Linked DNA regions of Sus scrofa: region 1 is linked to region 2. A link is a contact called in public HiChIP or PLAC-seq data. All regions are on one chromosome and are shown on one strand. The core of a region is the stretch at or near the end of the contact, and the rest is flanking DNA. Distances in the headings are between cores, read along the strand shown.

The links. HiChIP or PLAC-seq counts read pairs in DNA pulled down with a chosen protein or histone mark.
Region 1: a contact with region 2 is called in an H3K27ac HiChIP or PLAC-seq map of alveolar macrophages. The contact joins the promoter of ACADVL here to the promoter of PSMB6 in region 2. A contact is called at or near these places in 1 of 5 promoter capture datasets (fetal liver) and 1 of 2 datasets of contacts at active chromatin or transcription factors (alveolar macrophages).

Annotation. Positions count from the first base shown.
Region 1 is chr12:52,572,231-52,574,992 of Sscrofa11.1, reverse strand. ACADVL (very long-chain specific acyl-CoA dehydrogenase, mitochondrial) reads right to left here and starts at 1,472. Exons shown (of 20, transcript XM_021067809.1): 1 at 1,412-1,472. DLG4 (disks large homolog 4) reads left to right here and starts at 972. Exons shown (of 20, transcript XM_003481294.4): 1 at 972-1,467. The coding sequence starts at 1,438.
Region 2 is chr12:52,096,436-52,099,458 of Sscrofa11.1, reverse strand. PSMB6 (proteasome subunit beta 6) reads left to right here and starts at 1,318. Exons shown (of 6, transcript NM_001144926.2): 1 at 1,318-1,450; 2 at 1,853-1,920; 3 at 2,242-2,373; 4 at 2,486-2,615; 5 at 2,818-2,962. The coding sequence starts at 1,343.

The DNA.
Region 1 (2,762 bases), core at 223-2,722, 480 kb before region 2:
CCTCGTGGCTGGCTCCCTTGTCCCAATCCTCCCTCATTTGCATTTCACCAGCTCCCAGGTCAGCCCTCTGGCTCCTGGCCCCCCCACTATTGCGATGGGCACCCCCTCTCCTCACGGTGCTGCACAGTGACCTCTTCCAGGCCTTGCTGGGTGAGTAGCCCCGATTTTCCGAGGGGCAGCCGTGGAAAGGGCTGGCCTGGGGGCTGCTTGGGAGTCTGGAGATCTTTTGGTAGCTGCAGGAGCCCCAGGCAGGGGTCCTCCATCAGCGTCCACCAGCCCGGGCTGGAGGGGTTCCTCCCTTAGCGGGCAGACGGAGGTGAGGTGATGGCAGGGGCGGCCAGAGAGGCAGGGGGTGGGCGAGGTAACTCGGTGGTTCTGTTCCTGTGACAGACATCCTGGACTATTATGAGGCTTCCATCTCAGAGAGCCAGGTAAGGGGGTGAGGGTGGGGGCCCGACTTCCCGAGGGAGCAGGCAGGGCTGGAGGGGTGCGCAAAGCACTGCTACTATTACCCTGAGACTTGGGGGCCCTGGGACCACGGCCGGAGTCAGGCGCCCCTGCAGCCCCCTCTTCACCTGCCCCAGCTGCAGGCCCCAAAGGGTCCAGGACTCAGTCACTCTTGAGGCTTCCTCCTGTGCGTCTGAGGGAGCTGAGGCCCCCAGGGACTCCCTCGTGCCTGGCCCTCCCTCCCTGCCTGCCCCGAGCACAGCCTCTCTCCAGCGGCCCCGCCACCCTGGCGGCTCCCAGCCCATCTCGGGCTGCTTCCTCCTCCCTGGCTCTGCTGTCAGCGCTGGTGGCTCTGGCCAGGCCTCCATGTTGGCCTCAGGGCCTCTCCGCTCCTGCCTCCATCTCCTTTCCCATTATCCGGGTTCCTGCCAGCGCGGAAGGAGTTAAGCCTGCCAAGGCACCCCCCATTCTGCTCCTCGATCGCTCCCTCCCTCCCCCTGCTTCCTCTCTCCTCCTCTCTCCCCTTCCCTCCTCGGCTCCACGGCTCCCTCGGCCGCTGCCGCCTCCGACCCCCCCACCCCACTCCCCCGCCACGGCCCCGAGCCCCTGGCCGTTAGGCAAGACCCCCCCTTACCCCGGGGCTCCCCGAAATCCAGCTCCCCTCCCCCACCTCAGCTCATGCCCCAGCCCCCGAACTCCGGGGCTGCCAGCCCCCGGTGCCCCCGCCCCTCCTGAGAATCGGGGTGTGCTCCCCAAGCCCCCTCCCCTCCACTGGGGACCCCCTTTTAGGGCCCCCTTCCCCTCCCTCCCACGCTCCCCTCCCCTCCCCTTCTCCAACCCCCTCTTTCCCCTCTCACCCCTCCCCCCATCCTGGCCCCCCCTGCAAAAGTGGGGTGCGGAGGGGGGAGGGGTGAGAACCCAGGGAGGGGAGGAACGAAACTCCGATGAAGTCAGAGCCCCTTACCCGCCGCCGCGGCCAGGCCCCCCAACATGGACTGTCTCTGTATAGTGACAACCAAGGTAAGCCGTGATGGGGGGGCCAGTCACCTGGGGGGAGGGTGAGAGTTTGTGGGGAGGGGTTTGTCAGGCCTAATCTGCCGCCCGGGGGCCCTGGCGTGAGAGCATCCGAAGATGGATTTGGGGGTCATAATTTAGTTTGGGGGTTCACGGCTGAGAAAATGCTGGGTTTGGCCACAGGTGCCCCCTGGAGTGATCCCTTTGTACCTGGGGAGAAATGGAAAATAGGGGGTATTCTGTGACTTGGGGGCTGGTGGATTCTGAGCTTCACCAGTGATGTTTGAGGGAGACTTATTTAAGGAGAAGCCTGGCTCACATGGGAGTCCTGCCCGGTGTGTGTTAGAAGAGGGGCTCTGCGTGGGGGGTCCCCTTCTCCCCTGGGAGACAAACTGGTCTGCAGGTGTCTTGTCCAATTTCAGGGGGGCTCCTGGCTTGGGGGTAGGAGGTTACTGGTTGTGAGGGCCTGACTGGTCTGGGGGTGTCAGCTGGCACGGAAGGGGAAGGCCTTCAGGTTATAGAAGAAGCGTCTCGTGGTAGATACATTTGGGGGTGCTCTCATTTTGGGGGAGCAGTTAATTTAGGGTTCCAGCTTACGGAATGGGGATAGTTGGGAGTTGTCAGCGAGCTAGGGCCTGACATAGGATCACCTGAGGGAAGGGACCAGGTGAGGTTAGGATTGGGGGTGCTCCCTTGGGTGGTGGAAGGTTGCAGCAGCTGAGGCTGGCAGCTCCTGAGGAGGAGGAGGAGGAGAGGTTTGGGGAGAGAGGGGATTTGAGGAGGGGGACCAGGTGCATGGTGCAGAATTTGGGGGTGGCCCAGGCAGATGCCCATCACCCCCATCTCCTCCCACACAATATCTACCCCTGGTTGAGAAAGAGGGAGAAGAGCAGGTGGAGGGGATGTTCCTGTTACCCCTGACCCTTGGGATAAAGGTGGGGGAGGACACCTGGATTTAAGGTTACTGGGGTGAGAAGGAGTCAGAGGAGGGCCGGGCTGGCAGCCGGGAAGATCCGTACAAGGCTATCCCTGTGGTTGGAGTGCCAGAGATCCTGGCTGGCAGAGCTAGCAAGCTCCTGGTGGGATGCAGAATACCCTGGTCTTGGCTCTAGGACTCTGGGACTGGGAGGCTGGATGCCTGGTGTGTGGAGGGAGGCTTGGGCGGGTGGCAGGCAGCTGGGGGTTGGGGGGTGGGACAGGAAGTGGGGGCCGGGGAGGCGGGGTCTGGGTGAGTCACAGGCTGGGGAGGGGGTTATATTTAGTGGGAACTGCAGATTCTCAGGGGAGGGAGCTGAGGACAC
Region 2 (3,023 bases), core at 69-2,568:
TGGCCTACAGCACAGCCACAGCAACGCCAGATTTGCGCCACATCTGCAACCTACACCACAGCTCACGGCAACTCTGGATCCTTAACCCACTGAGTGAGGCCAGGGATCGAATCTGCATCCTCATGGATGCTAGTCGTCGGATTCCTTACCACTGGGCCTCAATGGGAAGTTCCCCAGTAACCCAATTTTAGCAAAGGAATGAGATATTTTTCTAAAGATTACAAATGGCTAATCTGCACATGAAAACATGTTCAATGTCACTAATCATTAGTGATTAACAAATGATTAGCAAAACAAACTCCACAAGATATCACTTCACATCCATTATAAAGGCTAAAATAAAAAATACTTTGAAGTTCCTGCTGTGGCTCAGTTTATCTGGCCTGTCACTGTGGAGGTGCTGGTTTGATCCAGGACCCAGAGCAGCGGGTAGAGGATCCAGCATCCCTGGTGTAGGTCATATCTCTGGCTTGGATTGGATACCTGGCCCAGGAGCTTCCATATGCCGCGCGGGGGTGGGGGGGGAAAGACCCCCACAAAAACCCACAATTAGAAGAGTTCCCATCATGGCGCAGCAGAAACAAATCCGACTAGGAACCATGAGGTTGCGGGTTCGATCCCTGGCTTCTCTCAGTGGATTAAGGACCCGGCCTTGCCATGAGCTGTGGTATAGGTTGCAGAGGCGACTCGGATCCGGAGTTGCTATGTCTGTGGCTGTGGTGTAGGCCGGTGGCTACAGCTCCCATTAGACCCTTAGCCTGCGAACCTCCATATGCCGTGGGAGCGGCCAGAGAAAAGGCAAAAAGACAAAAAAAAAAAAAAAAAGAAAGAAAGAAAGAAAGAAAAGAATTGGAGAAATTGGAATCGTCATTCATGATTGATGGGAATGTAAAAGAAAGCAGCTGCTACAGAAAAGCTGTCAGTTCTTTAAAATATTAACAATATTAACAAAAAGTTAATTTCACACCTAGAATTTTCTCCCAAGTATATACCTAAGTGAAGTGACAACATACTTCGGTCATCCTAAATCAGGGACGCTCAAGTCCATCTTGAATAAGCTTTGAACTGCAACTTAGGTAAACTATATCCGTTCCCGCATTACCAGTAGAAAAGTAGTCTCTGCAGATGGTTTGAGGTGTCTTTTTGTTTTGTTTTGTTTTGTTTCCTGGGGATTTGGGTCGGCTGGCCAGCGACACTCCCATTCAGCGCTCACTGTCGCAAAACATTCCTTTTCCCTTCTGCCGTCAACCGAGGCGTAGCTTCGTTCCCAGAAGGCCTCAGAGCGCGACTAAAGAGCGTGACGGAGCGCTTTACGACAGTTGCTTTGTGGCAGTAACGGAGGATGAAGATGGCGGCCACCTTAGTAGCTGCTCGGGGAGCCGGGCTGGCACCAGCCTGGGGGCATGAGGCCATTACCCCCGACTGGGAAAACCGGGAAGTCTCCACCGGGGTGAGCAAGGACGCGGGGTTCAGGAGATGCTCACAAGGCTTGAAATGATGGAAGGATAAAACCTGGCTGGGTTGGGAGAACTGGGTGGAGCGGAGAGAGGTGATGTGCTTAAGCAGGGGGAGAGGTATCTTAAGGATGCTGGAGTGATGTGATGGGAGGTGGAAGGTAAGGCTGAAGCGTGTAATTCTGGAGTATGCAGGACGAAAGCTTAAGGCCAGGGTGGGCCTTTGAGAATTTGAGGATTGGAAATCTGGTATTCTGCGGCCCCCGTGAGGATTTAATAATGAGTTAGTGGCGCACGACATTCTCCTACTCTTGAGACTGAATATACAGATCATTGAGGTTTGCGAATGCTGTAGAATATGGAGGGGCTCCGATTCACCCCTTTCTCCTTTTTCCCAGACCACTATCATGGCCGTGCAATTCGATGGGGGCGTGGTTCTAGGAGCCGACTCCAGAACAACCACTGGGTGAGCTCAGGACAGATATATGAAAGGTCTTCCCAACTTTTCCTTCCTTCCTTCCTTGCTTCTCAGTCCATTCTTACCCTCCATGAACTGCTGTGGGAAAGGAGATTTTTCCCGTCCCTGGAGAAAAGGATTTGTTCCAGTGTCTACGACCTGGTAGTTCTCGTCATCTTTGGGGGTTTGCAAAAGCTTGTTCTCCAGCCTACTTCAGTTTAAATGGGAACTAATAGGAAATGCTGGAATTTCTGTTGAGGGAGTGGATAGTAAATGATGGAGGAGGGGAGACAGGCGGGGTCCTTCCCTCACTCTTCTGCCATCCTGCAGGTCCTACATCGCCAATCGAGTGACTGACAAGCTGACTCCTATTCACGACCGTATTTTCTGCTGCCGCTCAGGCTCAGCAGCTGATACCCAGGCAGTAGCTGATGCAGTCACATATCAGCTTGGTTTCCACAGGTACTTGTGGGGCAGGGAGGGAGCAAGTATCTGAAAGGAATTGGGGCCTGAGGAGCGAAAAGGACTCCCATGTCCTGACACCTGCTTCCCTGTGACTCCCTTCACCCACTAGCATTGAGCTGAATGAACCTCCGCTGGTGCACACGGCAGCCAGCCTCTTTAAGGAGATGTGTTACCGATACCGGGAAGACTTGATGGCAGGAATCATCGTTGCGGGCTGGGACCCCCAAGAAGGGGGGCAGGTCAGATACCACCACCCCCAGAGTCCTGGAGCCATGCCTTTAATTCTCTCCCCACTCCGGCTATTTTCTAGTTCTCTTTCCAATCTCTGCTTCTCTTACTCTTTAATTCTTCACATACCAATCCCACAATGGACAGGTGAACCCAGACGAGTTACAGGAAGGGTACACATGGTGACACCACTGTTCTCCCTCCTTCTGGCAGGTGTACTCAGTGCCCATGGGAGGTATGATGGTGAGACAGGCCTTTGCCATTGGCGGCTCTGGGAGCTCCTATATCTACGGCTATGTGGATGCTACCTACCGGGAAGGCATGACCAAGGAAGAGTGTCTGCAGTTCACTGCCAATGGTGAGAGCTTGAACTTCTGGGTCTGGAAGCATCAGTCACAGCCAAACCAGGTCAGCGGTTC